Linked DNA regions of Pan troglodytes: region 2 is linked to region 1. A link is a contact called in public capture Hi-C data. All regions are on one chromosome and are shown on one strand. Each heading gives the region's core, a stretch centred on a gene start, on an enhancer-like site or on the middle of the called end of the contact. The rest is flanking DNA. Distances are from core to core; before and after follow the strand shown. Region 1 overlaps DROSHA (drosha ribonuclease III). Region 2 has its middle 770 kb from the start of CDH6.

Evidence for each region. Capture Hi-C pulls out chosen DNA fragments and counts their contacts.
Region 2: a capture Hi-C map of stem cell-derived neural stem cells shows a contact between it and region 1, with 5 times the contacts expected there. The contact joins two enhancer-like sites. A contact is called at or near these places in 1 of 7 Hi-C or Micro-C datasets (stem cell-derived neural progenitor cells) and 1 of 1 other capture datasets (stem cell-derived neural stem cells).

The regions. Positions count from the first base shown.
Region 1 is chr4:81,365,739-81,372,675 of NHGRI_mPanTro3-v2.0_pri, forward strand. All of the region lies in intron 27 of DROSHA (drosha ribonuclease III), which reads left to right. Among named protein-coding and RNA genes, the nearest start is that of DROSHA, 120 kb to the left of the region's middle. Within about 2 kb of position 1,658, at least 3 of the 24 cell types and tissues checked have an H3K27ac peak or open chromatin away from gene starts, as enhancers often do. A contact at or near this core is called in stem cell-derived neural stem cells, where this site is marked.
Region 2 is chr4:82,360,708-82,367,255 of NHGRI_mPanTro3-v2.0_pri, forward strand. No RefSeq gene overlaps it. Among named protein-coding and RNA genes, the nearest start is that of CDH6, 770 kb to the left of the region's middle. Within about 2 kb of position 4,729, at least 1 of the 24 cell types and tissues checked has an H3K27ac peak or open chromatin away from gene starts, as enhancers often do. A contact at or near this core is called in stem cell-derived neural stem cells, where this site is marked.

The DNA.
Region 1 (6,937 bases), core at 408-2,907:
AGCCCAGGAGCTGTGGTTGCACCACTGCACTCCAGGCTGGGCAACAGAGCAAGACTCTCCTCTCTCTGTCTCTCTCTCTCTCTCTCTGTGTCTCTCTCTCTCTCTGTCTCTCTCTCTCTGTCTCCCTCTCTCTCTCTCTCTGTGACACACACACACACACACACACACACACCACACACACAGAGTTACAGTGTGATTGATAGAGACCCAGTTGAAAGAAGTGACGTTTATTAAATTGCAAAGGATAGGAATCTGAAGGTTGTGTTCATGCAAAACATAAGGCAATGCAGCATCTTCCCGTGAGAGGAGTGGGCTCCTGGAGTCCCCAGGTGTCTCCTGGATGTATCCTAATATTTGAAAAGCCTGCCTTTGCTGTTCTTACGGGCATTTTTGAACTCTGAGAGATGGACAGCCTCTCAGGCAGAAATCCTTCAAGAGGCCCAGATCTCAGGCCTTTGTGAAGTCATTTTTGCAGCTTCCTACCCTCGTCTTCCTATGTCAACTCATGCCCCTGCCCAATCCATTTTACATGCTGTAGTCAAAGGAGTCTCTTCACAACAAATCTACGTTGGCCTTTCATCTACAGTGACTACACTGTGACGACACCAGCCATTCATCTTCAGTCCCATTTGGTTGTTTCTCTTCCTCTCTCCACCTCTTAACATTGGAGTGGCCCAGTTCTCAGTCGTCAGACCTCCTCTCTGTCAACTTCTGCTCCGTAAGTGATCTCATTCTGTCTCATGGCTTTGAATACATCTTTACACTACTTCCTAATTTGTGTCTTTGGCCTTTTCCCTTTCCTTTTTCTTGTACATTTGTTTAAGTTCTGTGTAGATTCTGACCACTTTTATGATTATCACCCGGTCTGAGCCACTGTAGTCCAGATTATTAGCCATAACCTCCCAAATGATTCATACCCCGCGCCCCAGTCAATTTTCAGCACATCTAGAGGGATCATTTTTAAAGAGAAGCCGGATTACATTCCTCTTCTGCACAAAACCTCCCAAACCTTCCCATCTCAAGAGTAAAAGACAATGTTGTTACAGTCACCTTATATGAACTGGCTCCCTATCTCTGACTGTTTTTCATAAGACTCTTCACATTGGCCTGTATGCCAGTTCCTGCAGGACACTAAGCAAGCCCTTGCCTCAGGGCCTTTGCAGTGCATTTTATCTGGCTGCAGTATTGTTCTCCTGGTAATCTATACAGCCAAATCGCTCACCTCCTTCAGGTCTCTGTTCAGATGTCATCTTATCAATAAGGCCTTCCTTAACCTACCCTGAATAAATAGGCAACCACTTCCCCTTGTCTCTAGCACACCTTCTCAGCCTGGAACCTCTCATGCCTTTCTCCTCCTTAGCATATAGTATGTAATGTACTTGTTTACTCTCTGTCTTCTCCAATCAGAGTGTAAACTCCATGAAAGCCAGGGTTTTTGTTTGTTTTCTCCATTCCTGATTCCTTGGTCCCTGGGAAGTACCTGGCATATCAGTGCTCAGCAAGTATGCTTTGACTGAATGATCATCCTATCCCAGCTTAACTCTCTACAGTTGCTCTTCAGATAGTTTCTAAAGAACAGGCAAAGCCCTGGGTGGTCTGGCCTTGCCCGCCTGCCCAGCCTCATACCACAGGCTCTTGTTCTCGCTCTGCACCTCTGCACTGAGCTGCTATTTGCATTTCTCCAGGCCTCCTCCTGCCAGCAGGCCTTTGTGTATGCTCTTCCTCTCCCTGGAAGCTGTTCTGTTCTAGCCCTTACTTTTATGTGCCTGGTATCTTCTACTCTTCCTTTAGATGTCCTTTCTGGTGTGACTTCTGGATGCGGGAAACTTTCCCTGACCACCCTTACCCATCCCGCCCCCCCCCCCATCAAAATTCTGTGTTGTTTTCCTTCCTGGCCTTTACCTCAGTTTGCCTACCCCAATGGACTAGAAGTTCTTTGAGAGCATGTTTTTGTTCATCACTGTATGCTCAGCAGTGCCTGGCATATGATAGGCCCTCAGTACATCTTTGCTAAATAAATAGAAGAGTGACAATTGTGCAGTCAGCTAAGTCAAGAGGGAAGAGGCAGTGGCACTGGAGGGAAGTGGACTGTTGCTTTATATATAAGGGAAGAAGCGGAAGGCTTACTTATGAGTGTCTAAGGATTAAAATTAATTTAAAATTTGGAGAGGATTACTTATTGCAGTTGCATTGGTTGGGGGATGGCAAATGATTCATTATTGTGATTAAAGAGCACACAGCTACAGTAATTCACATTGGGAGGCATTAATTAGCTTTGAGCCATTCCCTTGCACACTTAAAGGGAATAAGGACAATTGAGCAAATGTAATATGGCTTTCAAGTTTTGAATGCTGATGGGGAAAAACATTCTGTTCTGTAAGTTGGCTATTCAAAAGGCCTACTCGGGAAGGAGTGTTAGGCTTATCCAATTGTTCTAGGATAACCGAGTTTGCATTGGGTTATAGAGGGAAGAAGTTCTGTTTCCTATGCTGAAGTTTTTAGTTTTTAGGTTGGTGTATGCAGTAGGGTCAAGGTATAAATTGTGAGAACACCTTAAATTAAGTGTTTACACAGGCCAGGATGCCTGTAATGTAACCCTTGGAAATCTTAAGCCATAGGAGTTTTCTCCTCTGTATCATTCTTCTTTCTTAGCCTTTACTCTTTGCTAAAAATAGTTGCTAATCTCCATGCCTGCTGTGTTCAAGGCACTGTACCCAATGGTGGCATGCACTATAGTGGTGATGAACCTACAGTTTTTGTTTGTTTTTAATGATTTGGGATCATGGGAAAGAGAGCAAGGATTACAGATAAAAAGCTCAAGAACCAGTGATCTAATCCTGCCCTGATGCTTCCACACAGCACTGAGCATAAATCATTCAGACAAACAGGTATTTTATCTAAAAGATCTCGTTGAGAAGATAGATTCCACAGCCTCCTGTTTGAGGATTTCTGTCACTGACATAATTTGGCTCTTTGTATCTGACCTGTATTTGCCTGCTAGCATTTATGTACCTTTTCTTTAGTTATCACGGGAAATGGAGACCATCTGGCGACCACTCTTGGTATAATAGAGCTGTGTGGCATATCACTGTCACTTTCAATAGTATATTCTGCTTTCACCCCGTGTTCTTATATTAAGCCCTCAAAATAATAAATCACAGTCTGCTTATTTTACACTAGGTGGCCCTCTTTGGTAGCTCATCCCCCAGCTGTGGTTTTTCCCTTTAGATTCAAGAGTGAAATTGGGAACTTGAAGGAAGATTGTCAATATGTATGTTTTATTTAAACGAATAAATCTCTTTCTTATGAAAGTTTAAAGTAATGATGAAAGACTGCTATGCTGGCATAATAGAAAACATCCTGGATTCTCAATACCAGAGTTTGAGATCTGGGATATTTACACTGGTCTCTGACATTGCACCAGGAATTCAGCAGTCCTTTCCTCAGGTTTACAGAGAGCTTTAATTATAGTCTTCTTAGTCATTTCTGGTGATTTCAAATTAAACTTTGTCTTTTTGGAAGTATTTTTTTTAAAGTTGTTAGCACCTGGTAAAATGGGGAATTTTGAGGACAGTGAGTGGACAGGATGGGTATCCAAAACATTTTACATTGAAAACAAATTCAGAGGAATTCTTAGAATTTTCTAGAACCTTTTCCCATAACTGAAGAGCAAACATATTTTGTCGAATTATGATGATGCTGTTGTGAATAACACAGCAACAGCTAACATTTCTGTTGTGTTTATCATATGCCAGTCATTGTAGTTAGATTATATGTCATCCACTCTAATTCTCAAAACAATCGTGAGAGCTAGGTACTACATTCTCCATTTTATAGATGAGGAAACTGAGGCTCAGAGAGATTTAATAACTTAGACAGGGTCACTTAACTAGGAAGTGCCAGAGCCACAATTTGAACCCAGGTAACTTGGTGCGAAATCTTTTGCTTTTTGCTATCTCTAACGCGAGGCGTTGTTTGCAAAATAGTCTGATAACTGTCTTCTGCTCAATTGGGTGCTTAATGTTTATTTTCTAGATTTCCACTAAAATATATAAATAGATATTTCCCCTTTGTAAAATAGTAATTTATAACATCACCATCTACAGGCTTTTCAACTTCATGTCTTGCCCTCATTTAAATCCTTCCGCCAAAACAATCTTTCTAAAAAAAAAAAAAAATTACCTCACAACTGCCCCCATTTGATACCTTTTGGGATTCCCCTTCCCCTACAGGAAAGTGCAGGCTTCTTTACATCACCTGCCAGCCTCACTGCATCAGCTCTCCTCCCTTGGCTCTGATTTCCCTTCCAGGTCCACCCAGTGGTCACCTTGCTGTGTAATGGCCCCTTGCATTTGCCATAGCTGCTCTCTCTTCCTTGCAAACCCTTTCCCACCCTTCTCTCACTGGCTCATTCAGTCTTTTTCAGTTCTGATTCTGTGTTCATCAGAATCCACCGACATCAATCTTTTCAAAAGTTAGATCTCTAGAAATGTTGATTCGTTGGTTCTTGAAAGAAGCCTGGGCACCAGCTTTTCAGAAGCACCTTATGATTCTGGTGTTACAGCCAGGTAAATGAGGCCCTGAAATGCTTTTACTCAAATGTCAGCCCTCCTCCAGGAGGCCTCCCTGGAAGGCTGAGGTCTAGAGGAGCACCTGCGTGTATCTGCAGTCTCTGCGCTGGCACTGCAGCCACCACAGTGCATTGCAACAGCCGGTCTGCACGTGGCTTCCGAGGAGGGTGTCAGTTCCTGAGGGCAGCAGCAGCACGTTGCTCCTCTCAGGATCTTCAGCTGTCAGCACGGGGCCTGGCATGTAATTGGTCTGCACCCACTGGTGCACTGAACTGCCGTAACCTCAGGTTTTCTTTCTTGCTGATACCCCTGGGTCGTGTTCTTTGGCAAATAACATGATTCATTATGAAGTAGAGTTCAGCAAAGGACAAGGATGAAAGTTGTCATTTAGAGAACTGCCATTCAGACTTTCTTGTCTAGGTAAAGAGCAAGGTCTTCTCTCTTTTCAACTCATTTTCTAAATTTAAACTGACGATGAGAATATGGATGATGTATAGCTTCCTTCTCCCCCACTGATTTTTGGTTCAGGCTCTGGGTTTTTGGCAAGAACTTACAGATCTCACTTATTATTGGCCACCCTTCTGCTTTAAGACCTGTCAGGGCTTGTCTGAAATAAAACTGGAAGCACTTCTGATTCCATCCTCACTGCTTTCCTCCTTCACCGTCAGACAGCATTACTGTATAGCACTGAGTGAGGGGCCCTGACACTGGAAGGTGGCAGGTGGGGCCTGGCCGCCAGTGAGGTATCATCATTTGTGTGTGCTCATGTGTGCGTCGGGCTTGTTGTATCTGAGGCATGAACATTCCATATACACGGCTTAAAGAGTTTTCTTCCCATACTGAAAGCATATATTCGGAGAGGACCCATCTTATTCAGCATAGCCTTGTTCCCATAGTAGCCATCCTATTCCCCCACAGCCTCTACTTTAGGAAAGCTCCCTGTCCCCATTTGAAATCCAAGCCAAAAAAGATGTATCACTTTCAGCTCAATTATTCCATAATTACAAGATATTAGGCTAATGGGCTCTTTATTGGTTGGGCCTTATATTAATGTTATATGCTAGCCTTGTAATTTTGAGTTCCTCTATGGATGTTAATTTTAGTGAAACTCTATATTGAAGAAAAGATGGGGCTAAGGGGGAGACAGGAGGAGGAAAGAAAGCAGAGACAGGCAAAGAATCATAGTCTGAAATTCAACAGCAAGCATGGCTTATGAAGATCAAGTTATATTTTTGCTTCATGAATCATTGTCAGACAAATTAAGAACATATTGTTTCTTATTTATCTGTTGTCAAGGATTCACTATCAGACACTAAGAATAAATCTTGATTTTCATAAGCTCTGTTGACACCATGGAGCCACAGAGCATAAAACTTGCATCTAATAAACAAAGTGCAACATGGAACAGCAGGGAGTGGAATACCAGCACAACTCACAGCTGCTTCCTGCTCCTCGTCCCTGTTTTCAGGAATGTTTCTTAGCAGGAAGTTTTTTAATAGACCGAGAATTTGTTATATGTATTCTAAGAAAAGTTGTAGTTGTAGATGCATTACTCTCCCAAATCTTAGAGATCAGGGATGATTATGTTCCATTTTTGTTTGGTGAGTTCCCATCTTTGTATGTACCTCCTTGCTCCCGGCTGTCCTCCTCTCCTCTTCCCTAGTGAGTGGTTAATGAGTGTTAATGCCTAAACCATACTTGTTTTATGGACACTTCTATAATGGATTCGTTGCATAATTTTCATGCAGTGTATAGTGTTACTAGTTGGAAATTCTTGGAGGACTCTTAGCTGTCTGATGAAATTCCTAGTAGAAATTTTTGTTTTGAATTCCTAAAGTTGAAATATGAAAATTATATTTTAATTTGATTAGAGACAAAGGATACCAGTATGGGCTGGGCGCAGTGGCTCACGCCTGTAATCCCAACACTTTGAAAGGTCAAGGTGGGTGGATCACTTGAGCTCTGGAGTTCGAGACCAGCCTAGGCAACATGGTGAAACCCTGTCTCTACAAAAAATACAAACATTAGCTGGGCATGTTGGCAGGCGCCTATAGTCACAGCTACTCGGGAGGCTGAGGTGGGAGGATAGCTTGAGTCCAGAAGGTGGAGGTTGCAGTGAGCCAAGATGGTGCACCACTGCACTCCAGCCTAGGCAACAGAGCAAGAGCCTGTCTCAAAAAAAAGGATATCAGTATGAAAAACTGAGACTCAAGCTAGATACCATAAATCTTTAAAATAATAATAAAATAAAAATGTAAATAAATAATTTAAATCTTTTCATAGTATTTACCTAAACCTCACTTAAGTCCTATAATATCAAAATTAGCATCAGTGCCATGAAACTTGAAGCTTATTTTAGACTTAAA
Region 2 (6,548 bases), core at 3,479-5,978, 1.0 Mb after region 1:
TGGTGTTTTCTACTCTAACCTCTTGTCTGAATTCTATTCCCATGAATGAGTAATGCCTACTTCCTATGTGACTGCCACTATTCTCAAACTTATGAGTAAAACATAGAATGGGGAAAAATACACAACAAGCAGATAAAATTGCCGTGTGTTATTGTGAAAAGGGCCAGCCAGCAACTGCATAAATCTCTAATATTTAGCCAGGGGCAAACCTATGAAGAATATTGAAGCAGGAAGAGAGATCTGCTTCTGGCAATGGTAGAAAACATCTTCCTACTGAGGTTAACAAGTAAAGCAGAGGAAATACTTTCAAAAAATCTATGTGAAATAGCAAAGGAGTAAGGATTGTGATACCAAAATTCCAGAGAGAATAGATGTCAAGTAATCCCAAAATTCAATATGACTTTTCTCATCAAGGCACTTGATGATTTAAAATCAGAGACTAGAAATCCAAAAGAGTGATTGTAGCTTTCAGCTAACTCATGGAGATGGAAAACAAAAAATGGTGTTCACGATCCATTAAAGATGACAGGCCCTACTGAAGACCTCAACAGACACCTCTTCAAAGAAAATATACAGATGGTAAACAAGCATATGAAAAGATGCTCCACATCATATGTCATTAGGGAAATGCAAATTAAAACGACTGTGGGATACCACTACACAACTATTAGAATGGCCCAAATCCAGAACACTGACAACAACAAATGCTATCGAGAAGATGGCACAATGAACAGTCTCACTCACTGCCAGTGGGAATGCAAATTGACACAGCCACTTCAGAAGACAGTTTGGTGGTTTCTAACAAAGCATAGTCTTACCATATGATTCAGCAATCAAATTCCTTGGTATCTAACCAAAAATATTAAAAATTTATGTCTACACAAAAGCCTGGATGTGGATATTTATAGCAGCTTTATTCATAATGACCAAAACTTGGGTGTTACCAAGATGTCCTTCAACAGGTAAATGGCTAAATAAACTATGGTATATCCATACAATGGAATATTATTCAAAGCTAAAAAGAAATTAGCTATTCAGCTATAGAAAGATATGGGGTGACCTTATGGATATTACTAAGTGAAAGAAGCCAGTCTAAAAGGGCTCCATACTGTCGGTTTCCAATTATATCACTTTCTGGAACAGGCAAAAACTAAGGAAAGAGTAAGGAGATCGAGAGTCTCCAGAGTTTGAGGTGCAGGAAAGAGGGATGAATAGGCAGAGCACAGGGGATTTTTAAGGCTGTCAAAATACTTTATATGATAGCATAAAGGTGGATACATGTCATTCATTATACATTTGCCCTATCCCACAGAATGTGCAATGTCAGTATTGAGCCCTAATGTGAACTAGGGACTTCAAATAATTATGATGTGTCTTAGTCCATTCTCACACTGCTATAAAGAACTACCTGAGACTAGGTAATTTATAAAAAAATAGGCTTAATTGGCTCATGGTTCTGCAGGCTGTACAGGCTTCTGCTGTTGGAGAGGCCTCAGGAAACTTACAATCATGGTGGAAGGTGAAGGGGAAGCAAGCACCATCCTCACATGGTAGAGCAAGAGAGAGAGAGAGAGAGTTAAAGGGGGAAGATGCTACATACTTTCGAGCAACCAGATCTCATGAGAACTCACTATCATGAGAATAGCAAGGGGGAAATCTGCCACCACGATCTAGTCATCTCCCACCAGGTCCCTCCACCAACATTGGGGATTACAATTCAACATGAGATTTAGCTGGGGAAACAGAGGCAAAGCATATCAATGTGTCAATGTAGGTTCATCAGGTATAACAAATGTATCACTCTGAGGGGGGATGTTGATAATGGTAAAGGCTATGCAAGCGTGGGGATAAGGAGTATACAGGGCATCTCTGCATCTTCCTCTCAATTTCCTGTGATTGTAAAATTGCTCTTTAAAAAAGTATTTTTAAAAAAATGATGGTCTTTAATAGTCACTGCCAGGCTTTCAGATGGAACCATAAAGTTCTAAAGGTGATTGAAGAATTGACCAGTCCCAAAAGACATTGAGGCTGGGTTCCAATGATCTCAATCTTTATTTGGAATATAATTGGATATCCATATCCAGATGCTTTATTGAAGAAAAATATGTTCTCTTTGAGTATCCTGGAATCCTTTTATTGATGCTATCTAAAAAAGTAAACAAATTCCACAAGACAAGAATTGACCATAAATCATGTTTAATAACTGACAAGAGAAAAAACTCCATTCTATATCTAGATAGGGTGGCACTTTAAAATAAATGTAATTAAATTTTCTAGTAATTAAATGACATTGTTAGGTATTTCAGAAAATAATTCAAAAGTATTAAAAATAGCTAATGGAAAATCGAGAAATAAAGTAACACTAACTGACTATAAAACCTATTCAGATGATAGAGTATTAGTGCATCAGAAGGTATGTTAGTAGAAAATATATTCACTGAAGTAAAGAAAGACAAAATGAGAAAAATATATAAGAGAGTGTAAGATAAATTTGGATCAAGGAGAAAAGTATTAACATGTATACAATCAGAGTCCAGAAGGAGAAGAGAGTGAGGATGGGTTAAAAATACCTATAAAAAAAATAGGTCAGAGTTTTTCTGAATTTTCTTGAACCACTAGAAATAAATGCAAAAATCCTAAGCACATTACAGCAAGTGTGCTGAAAACTAAAGGCAAAAAAAATTCATGCAAGTAGTCAAGGAGTAAAGACATATTGTCTTCCAAGGAGCAAAACTGAGATAAACAACCAATTTATTAACAAAAACAAGGAATGATGTTGTAAAGTATTTGAAAGCAAATTACTGCCAAATTAGATTCTTTATTCATGGGAATATTTATTTTGGGGGTGGGTAGAACATAATCTGAGATTTCATATCAGAGAGAAATGAAGAATGATGAGATGGTACACATATGTGTAAATCTAAATACCACTTGCATAAAACAAAGCAATAACATTTATGACATTTTAAACATACAAAATTGAAATATATGATAGTAATTGTACAAAATACAAAAAAGTAATTGTACAAAATACAAAAAAGAAGTTAAATGGAATTATATAGTGCCCTAGGATCCATCAATACCTAAGTAGTTATTAAAGTAGACTAATAAAATGAATAGCTAAAAAATCAAATAGAGAAGAAAATGAAAACACTTAATAAAGCTTAAATATATCAAAAGAAGAAGAAGAAAAAAGAACAAAGAGTAAGTGTTAAATCAAACAAAGCAGAAGGTAAAGTTCGACCTAAATACTAATTCATCAGTAATGACAGAGTAAAGAAACAGTTAAAAGACCTAGTATGTAATACTGGGGAATGCTAAATTATATACTACTTACAATATTCACACAAAAAATATAGGAATATGTAAAGGGAGATAATAAAGAATAAATAAAATAAAAGATGTGAGGCAAACAGTAACAAAAAGAAAGAGTGAGTTATACTAAATATCAGACAAAAAGCAAAAAGCATTATTTTAAATCGAGACATTGGAAATAACAAAAGTGTCAATTAACCAGGAAGATACAATTTTCTATATATCTAATTATACAGTATTACATGTATACAGCAGAAAACTATTGACTAAAAAAAATTTAACAATTCTGAAATCAGTAAGATATTTTAAGCTCTCAGTAAAAAAGGAGCAGCAGAAAAATCTGCAAAAATGTAGAGGATTTGAAAGCATAATAAACTAAATTGTTTGACTGCCATATACAGAACAATTGAACTCAAAAATCGCAAAATACTTATTCTTTTTAAGAATTCATGAAACACTGATGAAAATAACTTGTACTGAGATATAAAGCAGGTCTCAACACATTTCAAAGCACTGACAACATACGTTATGCTCTCTGACCACAGTTAAGGTAAAAACTAATACAGAAAAGTAAACAGAAGATCCTTATATATTTGGAAATTAACAGATACACTTTTAAAGTCTGTGGTCAAAAAAAACACCTCACAATGGAAATGATTTAATATTTTTAATAAGTGAACATTAAAATGCTACATATCAAAACTGGAAAAATGTCACTGAGACAGACCTTAAGCATAAATGTAGAGCTGAAATATACATTTTATACAAAGGCTGAAATAAAAGTTCTAAGCAACCGTTTTAATGAGTTAGCAAACGATCTGCAAATTATCCCTGTAAGGAGAAGGGAGGAAATAATAAACATAACAATTACTGAAATAGAAAAGAAATTAATAATAGAAACAGCTAACAAATACAAAAGTTGATGTTTTGCAAAGATCAATGCAATTCTAAACCTGTAGAAAGAATGCTTTAAGAAAATGAAAACAAACAAAAATGGGTATCAGGAATGAATCAAGGACATTGTTACGTCATAAAAGCCTGCCAATATTCTTCAAATATACTCTATTTTGGTTATATTAACTTCTGTAATCCCAATTAGCATTACCTGTTGATTATAGTGAAAGTTAAAACAGGGCTTCAAATTTTTTGACACTTATTCCATTAAGCTGTAGGAATTTTGGTCCTTTCTCCTTGAATTTCACTGAGCTTGTGAAGACTTTGACCTACAGAGCAGGGTAGGAGTGATGCCATGTTACTTCTAAGGACAAGTCATAAAGAGCCCAGCAGCTTCCTATTGTTTACTGGGAATCGTTACAACAGGAATTTGAAGTCACCGCATAAGCAGTCTGACTAGAAGCCAACTCCCCGTGCAAAGGACGTGTGCAGTTGCTCTGGCCACAAGCCAGCTGTGCTCACCTTCAAGTCACCCTGGACCAGGTGTTGGTGGAAAAGCCTCCACACGACTTCAGCTCTGAGCTCAGGGAGTCACCCGCAGTTATTCTAGTCTTCTCAGCTGAGGCCCAGATAGTCTAAAGCAGAGAAAAGCTTTATTTCCTGTGTCTCTGTGTGAATTTAGGAGCTTAACAAAATGGTGGTTGTTTTATCCCTCTAAGTTTGGAGGTGTTTTGTGATGAAGCAATCGATAACTGAAAGACCTAGCACTTTAGGAGGCCGAGGCGGGTGGATCACGAGGTCAGGAGATGGAGACCATCCTGGCTAACAGGTGAAACCCCGTTTCTACTAAAAATACAAAAAATTAGCTCGGCGTGGTGGTGGGCGCCGGTAGTCCCAGCTACCCGGGAGGCTGAGACAGGAGAATGGCGTGAACCCGGGAGGCGGAGCTTGCAGTGAGCCAAGATAGCGCCACTGCACTGCATCCTGAGCGACAGAGCGAGACTCTGTCTCAATAACAAAAAACAAACAAACAAACAAACAAAAAACCACCTAGAATCAGAGCATTGCCACTTAAATGATCTCCTGCATCCATTTTGCCATTACATCACTTATAAAATGGAAATCCGAGTTAAATTTTAAAATGGCAAGTCTGCTCGTGTTTCACCCTTTTACAATCTTTAATTGGACTTTCAATGCTCTAAGCAAAACAGAGAAAAATATTCATTGTGGCTTACAGAACTTTCTCTGGTTTCTACACTTGCTTACCCTGTTTATACAGATCAGGTGAGGCTACTCTGCTATATACTCTTACAAAATACATATTTTTAATCATTATTCTAATTATAATTTTACATGCATTTGTGAGATTATGTGACTAGTGCTGTTCTCTTATTAAGCTCTAAATTTTTGAGGGCAAAACCTATTTCAGGTTCTGGTCATGATTTTATCCCAGGCACCCAGCCCACTGCCTCGCCTAAAGTATGTGGTCAATAAATATTCCTTATTGCAGGTGTTTTTGAAAAATAGTAACCCAGAGAAAATCTGAAGTGGCATTTTAAAAGGACCTGTTCGAGCTCAAAAAAGGATGGCTTAAGATGCTAGAAAGAGGAGAGAAAAAAGGAAATAGAGAAAAAATCTTAAAAAGGCTGCTTTTAGTAAATACTTGTTTAAGTAAATACTTGTTTGCAATTTATGAGAGAATTTATTGGAGAAGATCGAGGTAGGGTTAGGTCAATTGATCATTGAGCAAATATAATTCCAGGACTCCTAAATGAAAAGTAGAGGAAAACACAATTTGCCAAAATTTGTGCAGGAGAGGAGTTAAGATGGAATTAATAATTTTTAGAGAAGGGAGATTTTGACATCTGCTTCAAACTAACAAGACTCCCAAACAAGAACAATTTTGATACTGTCATTTATATGCCTATCACAATTACAACCATATAAAAAGATGCATGTCTATGGCATAATAAAATACTTAAACTTGCCAAATGGAATGAGGCAGGAGTGTCAATCAAAACACTCACTATATTACGGAATTTTTTTTCTTGTATTAATGACGCTTGATAAAAAAAAATAAGGAATCTATGTGACAGAACAGATTTTTAAAATTAAGCTGGGTGCACTTTTGCTGAAATACTAATTCTAATAAGGATATAGAAAAATTGGAGTTTTGAACACAGGGCACTTTGCAGTTAAGATGTATCACCTGATGCCACTGAGAACAACAATATAGGAATTTTAAAGATTCATAGAAGTGACAATATAGCTAAGATGATTTAACATGACTAGTTCAAGACAGATGTGTCCAATAAAACATTGTATTTATCATATCAATT